Linked DNA regions of Rattus norvegicus: region 1 is linked to region 2. Evidence: chromatin contacts called from public Hi-C data. All regions are on one chromosome and are shown on one strand. The core of a region is the stretch at or near the end of the contact, and the rest is flanking DNA. Distances in the headings are between cores, read along the strand shown. Region 1 holds the start of Nfs1 (NFS1 cysteine desulfurase). Region 2 overlaps Cep250 (centrosomal protein 250).

Region 1 (6,725 bases), core at 1,243-3,742, 170 kb after region 2:
TTTTTAAAGATTTATTTATTTATTATATATAAGTACACTGTAGCTGTCTTCAGATACACCAGAAGAGGGCATCGGATCTCTTTACAGATGGTTGTGAGCCACCATGTGGTTGCTGGGAATTGAACTCAGGACCTCTGGAAGAGCAGTTGGGTGCTCTTAACCGCTGAGCCATCTCTCCAGCCCTCTTATACCCATTTTTACAGGTGTTTCCATTGCTGCCACAAAAAAACATGTACAGAGAGTTGTGACTTTGCAGTGTGGAAACACTGTGAGCTGACATGTGGGTGCTGGGAATTGAACCTGGGTCCTTTGGATGAACAGTCAGTGTTCTTAACCACTAAGCCATCTCTCCAGGCCCAGGTTTCTGGTTTTTTTTTTAAAATGGGTCTTGGATTGAAGAGATATAGCTCAGAGGTTAAGAGCAGTAACTGTTCTTCAGGAGGACGGAGCTTCCATTTCTAGCACTCACAAAGCAGCTCAGAAGAGGCTACTTAACTCCAGCTTCTGGCTCCCCAGGCAATGCACTAATGTTGTGCAGAGACAAACATTCAAAAACAAACACTTGGCAGATAAAAGTAAATGAATAGGGTTGGGGATTTAGCTCAGCGGTAGAGCGCTTGCCTAGCAGGCGCAAGGCCCTGGGTTCGATCCCCAGCTCCGGAAAAAAAAAAAAGTAAATGAATAAATAAAAAGGGTCTAGTATCCCTAGAAGGCCTTAAGCTGATGAAGTAGCCAAGGATGACCTTAAGATTCCTATCTTCCTGCCTCCAAGAAGTATTGGAATTACAGGAGTTCAGTTTTGTGTGGCGCTGTGAATTGAGCTCAAGGCTTCCTACATGCCAGGCAAGTTCTCTATCAATTGAGCCACATATCCAGCCCCAATAACTATTATTATTGAATGTTTATCAAATGCAGGACTTCTATTTCTTCCCGCTCATTTAACACTTTACCAAATTCACGAAGTTACTACATGGTAGTCCTGGTAATTCCACATTCCATGTTTGTTTGTTTTTGGCTTGCTTGCTTATTTATTTATTTATCATAAGTACACTGTAGCTGTCTTCAGACACACCAGAAGAGGGCATCAGATCTCATTACAGATGGTTGTGAACCACTCTGTGGTTGCTGGGAATTCCAGGACATCTGGAAGGGCAGTCCATGTTCTTAATCACTGAGCCATCTCTCCAGCCCTTGGCATTTTATTTTCTTTAATCACAGGTTTGAGGGAACTGGAGAGATGATTCAGCAGTTAAAGAGCACTGACTGCTCTTCCAGAGGTCCTGAGTTCAATCCCCAGCAACCACATGGTGGCTCACAACCCTCTGTGACAGAATCCAATGTCTTCCTCTACTGTGTTGGAAGACAGCTATACACATACATAAAATTAAAACCAAACCAAAGCAAAAAAACAACAACAACAAAGATTTGAAACTCCCTATATAGCGCAGGACGGTGTTAAGCTCACTCAAACTCTCCATGCCACAATGTCCAGTTCCTGAACGTTTACTATTAATTATAATGCCTGCCCTGGAAGGATCTAACAAGGTCAGTAGCTAAAACGCAGTACAGCCTTTTCTATTAAACTATCATCTAAGCCTCCTGACTCCTGGCAGCTCCTTTTTCTAGCACATATAAAGGTTCTCAAGTCTACAGAAATTTCGTCTTTCGGTGAAATTTGACCTTCTAACCTTTCCTCCCTACAAAGGACCCTTGTTAATCCTTACCAGAGGAGTTGTAGCCTGCACGTCCATATAGAGAGGTCGCAGCACTGCCTCTGCCTCGGAGGGAACAGCCGAATGGGGGGCATGATCTACAACTGACAACAGAGTGCAGTAGCAAAGTGAGAAACCGTGGACGAAGGGCACGCAAGACAACAGATGGTCAAAGCTTCTTAGAGGTGAATTTAAGGAAGGCCAATGTCCAGTGTCAAAGTAAACAACAACACACATTAAAAGACATCGAGTTAATTAATAGACACAGGGTTCTCGGAAGGGGCGCTGGCAGCAGTAGGGAGCAATGTTCAAACTATATAGCACAGAGTGGGATGAGCTGTAAAAAGCAAAACCGTTTAGAAGAAAAGTGAAAAGCGCAATGGTTAGCGGCTGAAAGAGGCTCGACTAGTATCTTTTAAGACTTGGCCAGGAGAGGTCTGAAGGATGAGACTCCGGCTCAAGGGATGTGCGGGGCAGGATGTAAGGGCCATTCTGAAAAACTATGAGACCAGGCGACGGGAAGGTTTGGGTGATGGAACACGGCGGGTAGGCTCCGCAACAATGCAGAGCTTAGCAGCACCGACCCAAAAGGTTCACTCCTCCAGAAAAAGTAGGAGCAAAAAAAAAAAAGGAAAGGGAACGTACCGCGCAGGCGCAGTCCCCGGGTGGGCACCGAGGACCTTCGCAGGGCCACAGAGGTAGCCGCCAACGACGCTCGCCTCCAAGCGGCTCGCAGCAGCATGTTCCCAGCAACAGAGCCCACCATCTGCGTCGCTTGCAAGTCTTCAGCCCATGCTCCCGGAAGTAATTGCGCCGCGCTCCGGAAACGATACGGCGGGCCGCGAGCGCCCTCCGCCTAGCTTTCGGTGTGAGACGTCGAGCTGAGCGACCGCGGCAGAGAACGAGGTGAGGTGGGGCCCTTTGGTGCCCTGCGTCGCGCGTGCGGTGTCCTCTGTCGCGAGGAGGGTGGTGGAGGGGTGCTGCGGGTGGCTTCTGTCCCGGAATCTACGGAACCCTGCTGTGCGTCCCTGGCCGACGCCACGGCTGGCGGCTAGGCCCTCACTATCCGAGCCCTCTCACCCTAGATGCCGGTGGCTGTGGGTCCCTACGGGCAGTCCCAGCCCAGCTGCTTCGACCGCGTGAAGATGGGCTTTGTCATGGGTTGCGCCGTGGGTATGGCGGCCGGGGCCCTGTTCGGCACCTTCTCCTGTCTCAGGTGAGCCGCGCGGACGTAACTTCCTGGCTTCCTAGGACTCCGGAGCCCACTTAGAATAGGTTGAAAGCACAGTATTTAATGTCAAAATGGCTTTCTGACTCTTTTGTAGTTCAGGGTCATTAGGCAAGTTAGAGGCTGAATTTACTTAACTGACCACTTGTACTTTTGTAAGAATCAATCATATTAGTATGTTTTACATGTTATATGACACATCGTAATTACTTAGCGAAGGGTTATTATTGTTGCCTGACATTTTAACTCCCAACTACATACAGTGAAGCAAACTTGATGAAGCGTTTTGTTATACTGAGAATTAGGTGTCGTCAAATGTTCTAAAGTGCTATTGTAATGGTCATCGCCACATCTGGATACCGAACTTATAAATTACTATTTATCTAGCACGAACTAAATTGTAGTGCTAAGTACTGTAGTTAACCGCCGAGCAGTAGTGATGAGCACCTTAAATTCAGCACTCTGGTCGGAGAGGCAGAGCCTGGTATAGAAAGTGAGTTTCAAGACAGCCAGAGATATTAATTAGACAGAAAAACCCTGTATCCAAAAAAAAAAAAAAAAAAAAAAATTGAAAAAAATTGAAAAATGTAGTTACTGAGTTTGTAAAAGTAATGATGTCCCTTTTATACTTTGTGCAGTTTATAAATTGCAGAGATTGACTTTTAATCTAACCTAGATTAAACAAAAGAAAATCAAACCCTAAGCAATCATCTAGAAGAAAAATGGCTACTGGATAATGTATAGCATAGAGGCAAAAACATGACTGCTTTTCCTACCCATGGATTTCATCCTTAATCTCTGTAGTCTACAATCTACAATGCAGCATTCAGTACACGTCCTAGAGACCCTGGATAAGTTCCTTGTCATCGCTTTCCTACGTGGGGAAACATTTTAAGAATGACAAATGAAACAAGATTGTCAAGTTGTTACTGCTTAAAGGGGGTACTTCAAATCTGTATTCCTGTATTTGAATTCCCAAATGGCCCCTTCTTGCTTTCCTCTTCAGGATCGGAATGCGGGGTCGGGAGCTGATGGGCGGCATTGGGAAAACCATGATGCAGAGTGGCGGTACCTTTGGCACTTTCATGGCCATCGGAATGGGCATACGATGCTAATTAGGGCACGGATGCCCTGCTACACCCAAACTTCCTCATCCATTTCGAACCTTGTACAATAAAGTTTTTTTCTTCTTGTTATCAGTCTAATTTGACTTCAAAGACCTAGTGTATTTCCTAGACCTAGAGGTTTTGTAGTCCCAATATCCACCTCAATAGTGACCCAACATTCCTATGATCAATGCACTCTTAAGTCCTCTGCAGACACATGGTGCACGTAACTCTACATCTCAGACCCCTAATACACGGAAGCATACAACTCATACTTAAATCTCTACCCAGGCTTGGACATTTGTCCAAGCACTCTGAAGATGGAGAAACATTGTTAAATCTGTTCAAAAAATCCTGGTTCGGCATAACAATCATAAAAATTAGTTGCTTTGGTCTCTAACAGTAGAAAATTGTGTATGAGATTGTCTAGTTCAGAGACATCTCAGATAAACTCATCAGTCTCAACACTGAACATTTTAATTATGTAGGTTGCTAACAAAATTCTGACAGGATAACCTGATTGGTCTTGGTTAGTTTTCCTGATTACTCTTTAACATGTTCTGAAATTTATTTGCCCATAATTAGCCAATAAATAATAGCTTTCCTGAACTTGGTATTGAAGAAACAACTTTTTTCCTTGATCTCACTTAGGAGACAAAATGTGTTGTTTGGCAAACTTTAGATACCCAATTAAGCCAAACTTAAGTTTCCTTGTTCCTATACATCCTTCTATGGTTGACTCAACTGATCTGCTGGAAAAGGTTAGGTAGCTATTAGAATGTATATTATGCTAATTGGTTGAGAAAAAGGCAGGGGCAGTCCCTGGCTTCAATTCCTATGACCTACTTTTTGTTTCACAACCATCCTTACACCTACTTCTAGAGGGCTGTAGAACAACCAAAGATAAAGCATTAAAATGATTTTTTAAAGCATAGGATAAGTCAGCAGCAGCAGGAGCTCTGAGTTTGAGGACATCCTGGTCTGTAACAAGCTTTAGAAAGGTCAAGACTAGGGCCGGAGAGATGGCTCAGCGGTTAAGAGCACCCGACTGCTCTTCCAGAGGGCCTGAGTTCAATTCCCAGCAACCACATGGTGGCTCACAACCATCTGTAATGGGATCTGATGCCCTCTTCTGGTGTGTCTGAAGACAGCTATAGTGTACTTACATATAATAAATGAATAAATCTTAAAAAAAAAAAAAAAAAGAAAGGTCAAGACTAAAGGGAGGCCCAGTGTCAAAAAAAAAAAAAGGGTAACAAGACTATTCCAACATTTGGTGGAGTGGAGTAAATGAGGGGCGGGAGTAGTTTGTGGTGATGTTTTCAGCCAATCATGGATGGTAGTGCTAAGACACAGATCAAAGGTCACACAAAAGCCAGTGTGGGAAACAGCTCAGGGCTGCCCAGAAACATGAGATGTTTTTTGATCAGGCAGAAGTCAATTCTTTTGTAAAACATTTCTTCCTTACAACTTAAATAGCAAGAACTACTGTGCTAAAGAATGACAAACATGTTTTATTCAATGGAAGACAAGCCTGATAGCAGTGGTAGACAACAAACACTGGATGGGACTTTGGCATAAAAAATATTCCCTACTACAAAAGAAAAAATGAAGTAACCTTATTCTATGTATGGCACATATACCTACCCTTTCCTAGCACCCCACATACTTTGGTAATAAATTTGATTTACATAGTGCTAAGACACTAATTTGAAAATTAGAAGAAACAAAAAAGGGATATCATGATAGCCTATGCTTAAGATTGTAACATGTAAACATTTGAAAAACGAAAATCTTCTTGCGGCCTTTTTCAGAGAATTTTATTTGAGTGGTTCTTACAAAGATTGTTGCAATATGAAAGTCATTTGTTTGATAGAAATATCAAGCTGTCTTGTCAAACACACTGAAGTAACCCAAAAATATATTTCAGAGCTCACAGAGCTTAAAAAGAGCAAAGATTATATGCAACCAGACAAAACCTATTTCCACATTTCCTATCTCTTGCCCAAGACTGTTTTACTCAATCTGTTACATCAACCACCTTGAGGAAATGCAGGGATCATTTTGTTTGGAATCTTAAGACACACTAAAACACATAGTATTTACAAAGAAACTTTTACAGATACAGTAATTGAAAAATTTACCATCAAGAAATATTTTGAAATCCCCCACTTTCCAAATGGTCAAGGTCAAATGCTAAGCAGCCATTTAGCAACTTAGACTTTTCACACTCCAAAAGTGTATTCTGGAAACCTTTGCTGAACCATGAGCCGAATACATGAATGTGAAATGTAACTGCTGTGTAAAAAGTTAAGTTTCTGAAACATTAAAACATTACCTGTCTGCCTTTGTACAGAAAGCACATTTGTTCCCCTAGAGCTATTCTATAGATCCTTAATGTAATTTTCTACATGGACATTTAAAACAGCAGAACAAGAGAACAGTTTTGCATAAAGTAGGATTTGCTAGTTAGGGAGAATGAGCACACTGCATTCCTGTTAACATTTTTATTTTTCCAGATAACAGGAGTTGTATACAAATGACAGTAGACCCTTGCCTCTTTATTTTTTATCTAAATAAAAGATAACTCAAGATGAATTCTCAAGAGAAAAAAAAGCTATATACATCAGGGACTGCATCTCCTTCATCGTCTACTTGGAACCAGTAGTTGTGTTGCTG
Region 2 (7,136 bases), core at 2,333-4,832:
AAGCCTACACATGGTGGGGTCACGTTAGCTCACTGCTTCCTCCTCTGTAGAAAGATGAGTTCAGTACATTCATGTCGCCTGGTGGTTCTCAATCTTCCTAATGCTGACCCTTTAATAAGTTCCTCATGTTACAGCCACCCCAACCACAAAATTATTTCATTGCTACTTCATTACTGAAATTTTGCTACTGTTATGAATTGTATATAAGTATTAATATGCAGAATATGTAGTATGTGGCCCCAAAGGGATCTAGGCATTCTCGAGTCCCTGTGGGGATGAGGGACTGGGAAGGCCACAAAAATGAGTAAGATACCAACTGTGGTGTCAAGGAGCTTGAGATCTAGTGAAAAGTCAGACAAGCAAATGCTGTGACAGGAAGCTAAAAGAAGGATGTCCGCACTAGAGTGCGAACTCGGTGTCTCGCAAGCATAGGAGCAATAGTTACTGAAAATAGGGGCACTTTTATAGAGGACGGTTTGGTTTGGTTTTGAGTGGGGCGTTGATCTATTTTAATTTATAGGAAAAGGGACCATGGGGACAGAATAGCAAAGAAAAGGAGGTAGGAGTTCTGAGTTTAGAGTTCGCTGGCTGTGAAGAAAAGACCACTGCGAAGTGACCCACTAGTCAAGAGGGAAACCAGGGTCAGTGCCGGCAGTAACTAGTCTGTAATTCCACTAGGTAACGCTGCAGAAAGGAAAGGGACTGTAGAGGGTTGCTGTAGATTTTGACTTTGCCACCAGGAGGTAAGTCTCTTGGCAAATTTGAGATGATATTTGAAGAATTATTGAAAACATGGGGCAGTACTTCATAAAATACTAGCACAGGGCTGTCATGATGGCTCAATGTGAGTCACTCTTCTGATGCCCATGGGTTGTCCTCTGACCTCTCCATGCACATTGTGGTTCCCTCCCCCGACACAAATATAAGTTTTTTGCTTGTTTGTTTGAGAAGGGTCTCACTATGTAGCCCAGGTTAGCCTTAAATCCTGCCCCTCCCCCTTCTTTTTCTTGAGATAGTTTCTCTGTGTAGCCTTGGCTATCCTGGAACTCACTCTGTAGACCAGGCTGGCCTTAAATTCAGAGACCACCAGCTGGGATTCTAAGTGCTGGGGTGGAAGGTGTGCACCATGACTGCCCAGCTTGAGCTCACTCTAGTGCTAGCAGAGAGCCTGGTAGCAGGTTTTCCCCTTGGCCTATTCCCTTCCTCTGTGCCTCCTTCCTTGCACCTTGTAAATGGTGGAAGCTTGAGGAATCCTGAAAACCTGCCAAAGGCTAGGACCATGCCCTGTGAGGAAGGACAGACAGTCCACACACATACATGTGTGTTTAAATTTTAATCTCCAGGGCTGGAGAGATGATGGCTCAGCGGTTAAGAGCACTGACTGTTCTTCCAGAGGTCCTGAGTTCAATTCCCAGCAACCACATGGTGGCTCACAACCATCTGTAGTGTGATGCTCTCTTCTGAAGTGTCTGAAGAGAACTACAGTGTACTAACATATAAATAAAACAAACAAATCTTTAAAAAAAAATTCTAATCTCCAGAGGCAGGCAGATCTACAGAGTGAGTTCCAGGACAGCCAAGGTAACACAGAGAAACACTGTCTCAAAAAAATACACCAAACAAACAAACAAACAAAACCCCATTAATCTGTTTAACTCAATAATAGATTTAGGCAAGTCAAAAGCCAATCTGTTTAAAAGATACCAGGGTATGTTGGTTCATACCTGCAATCCTAGCACTTGGGAGACAGAGGCAAGAAGATTGCTGAATTCACAGCCGGCTTGGGCTGTAGAGCAAGACCTGTTTCAATCAACAAAACACACAACAACAACCCCCACCTATTTAAAGAGATGCACACAGGGAAGTCTCCCCACATCTGTGCTTTCTCTTCCCACCCTCTTTTCTTCTGTGGGTAACTGTTTCAGTTAATTTCTCGTGTATCTTTCCAGTCCGCCCCATGTTAATGTGCCACTTTCTCTCACTCTGTGTGAACCGTGGGCCACGGGCACACTTTGTACACTTTTCCTTGTCACTTGCCTGGGAGAGCATTCCTATTCCGAGTGTTTGTTTGGTTTGTTGTTGTGCATAGAGAAAGTAAGTATATTCTTGCCTCCAGTTGGTTTGTGGCCAGTCCCAAACACTTCCCCAGCTCCCTGTGCTTCCCTTCTTAGTCAGGAGACACTGGTGGGCCTGGAAGCCAAGCAGTCAGAATCACTAAGTGAGCTGATCGCCCTTCGAGAAGCCCTGGAATCAAGTCGCCTAGCAGGAGAGTTACTGAAGCAGGAGCAAGAGGAAGTGGCTGCAGCCTTGGCCAGGGTACGTGGCCACCTCACTCGCTGGAAAGTTGTGTTCCTAGAAAAGGGGCTGGAATCACTAGTCTGCTTCTGGGTCCTCTCCCTCCCAACATGCCACACCCTCTGCATTGAAATTCAGTTTGTTTTTTCAAGTATAAATCTGGTTGTTAGTCTCTTAAAACCATCCAGTGCGGCTGGAGATGGCTCCGTAGTGAAGAGTGCACTGACTGCTCTTGCAGAGACTCTGAGGCCATTTCCCAGCACCCACACCAGGTGACTCACAACTGCCTGTAACTCCAGGGGAATCTGACATCCTGTTCTGGAGTTCGTAGGCACTGCACGCATATTTGTACATTTATTCATTCATTCATGAGAAAATAGACAAAGATACATACACACATATACACACGATTTTAAGATATAAATATATAAATCTTAAAAAACATATCAATATATGAAAACTTTAATGGCTTGTCAACTCTAGTACCACATTCAACACCTCTTGCATCTGCCTTAAACCATTTGTGGCCTGCCTTCCCAAGCCCACCCTCACTCCAGGTGTCCTTTGCTCTTGCCACAGAGCATCAGCTGAGGTCAAGTTATCTCCTTCCTGACACTGATACATTGTACACACCTCCCTTTCACCTTGGCCCAAGAACCAGCTCCCTGCCTGTGTTCCATAACAGCTCCTCTCCCTAACTGAACTGATGCCCTCTTTGAGTTCTCAGTTGCCTTACCATTTCTATAGTATCATGACAACTGTAGGTGTTTGCATGGCTTTCTGTGTTTTATGCTGTAGCCACCTGTTTCATGAATGAATAAATAAATGAATGAAAAACGTGTTTTAGAATGCAAGGGAGGAAATGGAGTGATAGCTTACCATTAAAAAAGTGGGTATTGAGAGTGTGTTTGGTTTACTCTTCCAAGGAAACTCGAAGCAGGAAACACTTCACCCTCTTGTTTTTAGGCAGAACAGTCCATTGTGGAGCTATCGAGTTCGGAGAACAGCCTGAAGGCAGAGGTAGCTGATCTCCGAGCTGCCGCTGTCAAGCTTGGGGCCTTAAATGAGGCCTTGGCTTTAGATAAAGTTGCGCTGAACCAGCAGCTTCTCCAGGTGAGCAAAGGTGTGATTCCCAGGCCAGGGCTGGTGGGACAGTCCTCAGTGGGTTAGTCGAAGGCAGGTCAGCCTCCAGTTGTAGCTGAAATGAGCAAGAGAAGTTTGCAGTGCAGAGGTGAGCAAAGGATTAGACTTTAGCACTATAATGGCCCTACCCCAACCCCCGGCCCCGCCCCACCTGCAGCAACCTTTAAGCATTGGATAAATTACCAGGATAGGGTCAGACCATGTCCCAGGAAGGGAGACTAAGTATTTCGTGCTATTGGGTGAGGCACATGTACTGAATAGCCCAAATTACCCCCAAACCATCACCATTGGTTAGATATTTCACCTGTCATTTCAGTAGAGAAAACTTCTCCTGAGATCCAGAAATGTTTCTGTTTCCTTATTGATTGGTTGGTTTTTTGTTGTTGTTGTTTTGAGACAGTGTCTCATGCTGCCAAGACTGTCCCCTGATCCTCCATCACCTCCCAAGGCTGGGATTATAGCAAGTCCTACCACCTGGTATTACTCTGAATTCTCTGAGAACAAGATTTTGCCTTTCTTTTTTATCTCTGTCCCAGCGTCAGGGCCAGCTGGTGCCTAGAATGTAGACACCGGATTGAATGGGTGGATCCTCTCTTCTATTCACCCGTAGGTGGGTTTCTGTCAGAAGCAGAGGGGAATTTTAACCATTGACCTTTGATGCCCTGCACTCCCTTCTCTTTCTGGCCAGTAGTTGGAGCAGGAGAACCAGTCTATGTGCAGCAGAGTGGAGGCCGCAGAGCAGTTGAGAAGTGCTTTGCAGGTGGACCTGGCAGAGGCCGAAAGGAGCAGGGAAGCCCTGTGGGAAGAGAAGACTCACCTGGAGACTCAGCTGCGGAAGGCAGAGGAGACAGGCGCTGAGCTACAGGCAGAACTCAGGGGCGCCCGAGAAGAGAAGGAAGAACTTAAAGAGAAGTTAAATGAGGTGAGAGGCCATTGCCAGTGTCACTTGTTAGCAGAAAGGACTCGGACGTGGCATGAGTATTCTTCCTGTTATCTTAAGGAGTTCCTATGGAAGTCCTTCACTGACCTCACATCCTAGTCCTCAATGGGTTTCCTGAATTCTCTGCTCTCACTTCATATGGAGTTCGAGCATGTATAGTTTTCATGCTATAATTACTTGTCTGTATAACAAAAATTAAAAAATTGTATTTTAAAACAGCCTATGTATTAAAAATCAGTTTGCATTATTTACTTACTTATTTTGGTCATTTGAGAGAAAATCTAACTCTAGCCCTATATGGCCTGGACTTCACTGTGTAGACCAGGCTGTCCTCAACTTACAGTGTTCCTCCTGCCTCTGCCTCCTGAGTGCTGAGATTACAGCTGTCGTCTACAGCTATACAGTGTTGTGGACACTGTCTGTCTCTCTGTTTCTTTTCGAGGTGGGGTCTACCTATGTTTTTTTGACTCACAGCTTGAGAGGATATGATCCGTCAAAGTGGGGGAAGCATGGTGGCTGATGTCTGTGGTGGCCAGAGTTTGCAGCAAGAGACACTGTCTCAAAACAACAACAAAAAAACCCAACCAATCAATAAGGAAAGAAGCAGAGATACTGCTTGCTTGCATCATAGTCACCAGGAGGCAGAGGAAGGGGATCGAGGTCCCGCTGGGCTTTCTTCCCTGTTTGGTGATCTTTAACTCCAGCTCAGGAGCCGTCATCTCAGGTGGCTTGCCTTTCTCGTTCATCCTCACAGACACACAGAGGTGTGTCTCCTCGGTGATTCTTAGTCACGAAGTTGACAATGAGGATCAATCGTGACAGTTGTACCTTTCCCTACCAAGCCTCTCACTGCCCTGATGCTTAGAGTATGCCACTCTTAGAGTCCCTTCCCAGGCTGCTGGTCACTTTCTTGTCAAATGTATGTGAGTCCTGCTGGCCTCGGCACAGTGTCTTGCCCACAGGAGAGCTTCTTTTCTGGCCTGGGGACTTTCAGTTGATCAAGGAAATAAATAAATAAATGCCAGTGAGTCAGCAATGCCTGGAGCTCACAGGGCTGAGTTTGGGATCTGAAGACCCCCTGGGCCTGACTTGCTGGGAGCAGCTCTGGAGTAAGACTCCTGGGATTCTGCCTTACTCTGCGTCTCATCAGCTTCTCTCCCTCAGGCACATCACCAGCAAGAAGCAGCTACAGCTCAGCTACAGCAGCTGCATCAGGATGCAGAAAGGCAGGAAGAAGCACTGGCCAGGGCAGGCCAGGAGAAGGAAGCCCTAGTACGGGAGAGGGCAGCTCTTGAGGTTCGCCTGCAGGCTGTGGAGCGGGACCGACAGGACCTCGCCGAACAAGTTCTGGGGCTTAGGTACGGTCCATACTTTAGTTCAACCAAGCACAGAGAGCTTTGCAAGGCCAAGAGTAGCCAAGCTAAGCTCCCTGTTCTAAATGAGTTGTAGACATGCCACTTCCCTGGGTAACCTGTACTTACAACCTAGTCCCTCTTGAGAAAGTGTAAGGGGCTTGATGGGTTAGAACTCTTCCTGATTCCTAAATCTCATAGGTCAGCCAAGGAGCAACTGGAGGGCAATCTGTTTGAGGCCCAACAGCAAAATTCTGTGATACAGGTCACCAAGAGTCAGCTGGAGGTCCAGATTCAAACTATTATTCAAGCCAAGGAAGTAATTCAAGGTGAGCGCCTGGCTGGGATGGGGCACACTGCGTTCCAGGGAGAGGGTAACAGCCCAGAAAGCAAAGGGAAGCTTTCTGCAGCCAGACTCAGGCCTCCAAGGTGGAAACTGCTCATGAGATGGGTGGGCAGGGAGATTATTAGCTAGACAGCGTGGACAGAAGCTCAGAGGTGGTCTCGCCCGGTATCTTAGGAGAAGTGAAATGCCTGAAGCTGGAATTGGATACTGAGCGGAGCCATGCAGAGCAGGAGCGGGATGCAGTCGCCAGGCAGCTAGCCCAAGCTGAGCAAGAGGGGCAAGCAGCTCTGGAGCGACAGAAGGTGGCCCACGAGGAGGAGGTGAACAGGCTCCAAGAGAAATGGGTAGGTGGTGGATGTGGTTGGGGACTAGGAGAGGCAGACATGGCCACCGTTCAGTGAGTCTGCCACCTGCTGCCTCTTGTTCCAGTGATTGCTGCTTAGAAGAATGAGTGTGTGTGTGTGTGTGTGTGTGTGTGTGTGTGTGTGTGTGTGTGTGTGTGTGTGTGTGTGTGCTGCTTGCTTGCTTGCTTGCTTGCTTGCTTGCTTGCTTGCTTGCTTGCTTGTGTGTCTGAAGAATTAAGTATGGAGCCTAGGAGCAGACCTGGCAGAGCACAGTCATAGTCTGAGCATTTAGGAGGCAGTAGACTTGTGAGTTCAAGGCTACCTGTGTTACAAAGGAATACCATTTCCCAAAAGCTAGGAGACTCCCAGGCATGGTAGCACATGCCTTTTTTTTTTTTTTTTTAAGATTTATTCATTTATTATATATAAATACACTGTAGCTGTCTTCAGAGACACCAGAAGGGGGCATCAGATCTCTTTACCACCATGTGAGCCACCATGTGGTTGCTGGGAATTGAACTCAGGACCTTTGGAAGAGTAGTGCTCTTAACCGCTGAGCCATCTCTCCAGCCCAGCACATGGCTTTTAATCCCAGCACTCAGGAGGCAGAGTCAGGTAGATCTCTGTGACTTTGAGGCCAGCTTAGTCTATAGAGCAGAGCAAGTTCCAGGACAGCCAGGACTGGAACTGTCTGGTGGAAAAAAAAAAAGAATTGT

The links. A called contact is a pair of places that touch in the nucleus more often than the background predicts.
Region 1: a Hi-C map of kidney shows a contact between it and region 2, with 3 times the contacts expected there. The contact joins the promoter of Nfs1 here to the enhancer-like site in region 2. A contact is called at or near these places in 2 of 12 Hi-C or Micro-C datasets (frontal cortex and kidney).

Annotation. Positions count from the first base shown.
Region 1 is chr3:165,117,238-165,123,962 of GRCr8, forward strand. It overlaps Nfs1 (NFS1 cysteine desulfurase), which reads right to left and starts at 2,493. Exons shown (of 13, transcript NM_053462.2): 1 at 2,358-2,493; 2 at 1,725-1,816. The coding sequence starts at 2,478. Romo1 (reactive oxygen species modulator 1) reads left to right here and starts at 2,557. Exons shown (of 3, transcript NM_001195490.1): 1 at 2,557-2,618; 2 at 2,798-2,928; 3 at 3,947-4,157. The coding sequence starts at 2,798. The coding sequence ends at 4,055. Rbm39 (RNA binding motif protein 39) reads right to left here. Exons shown (of 17, transcript NM_001013207.2): 17 at 5,852-6,725. The coding sequence ends at 6,691.
Region 2 is chr3:164,947,054-164,954,189 of GRCr8, forward strand. It overlaps Cep250 (centrosomal protein 250), which reads left to right. Exons shown (of 33, transcript NM_001427194.1): 13 at 2,172-2,316; 14 at 3,262-3,408; 15 at 4,130-4,360; 16 at 5,543-5,736; 17 at 5,932-6,059; 18 at 6,251-6,420. Among named protein-coding and RNA genes, the nearest start is that of Cep250, 19 kb to the left of the region's middle. Within about 2 kb of position 3,583, at least 3 of the 93 cell types and tissues checked have an H3K27ac peak or open chromatin away from gene starts, as enhancers often do. A contact at or near this core is called in kidney, where this site is marked.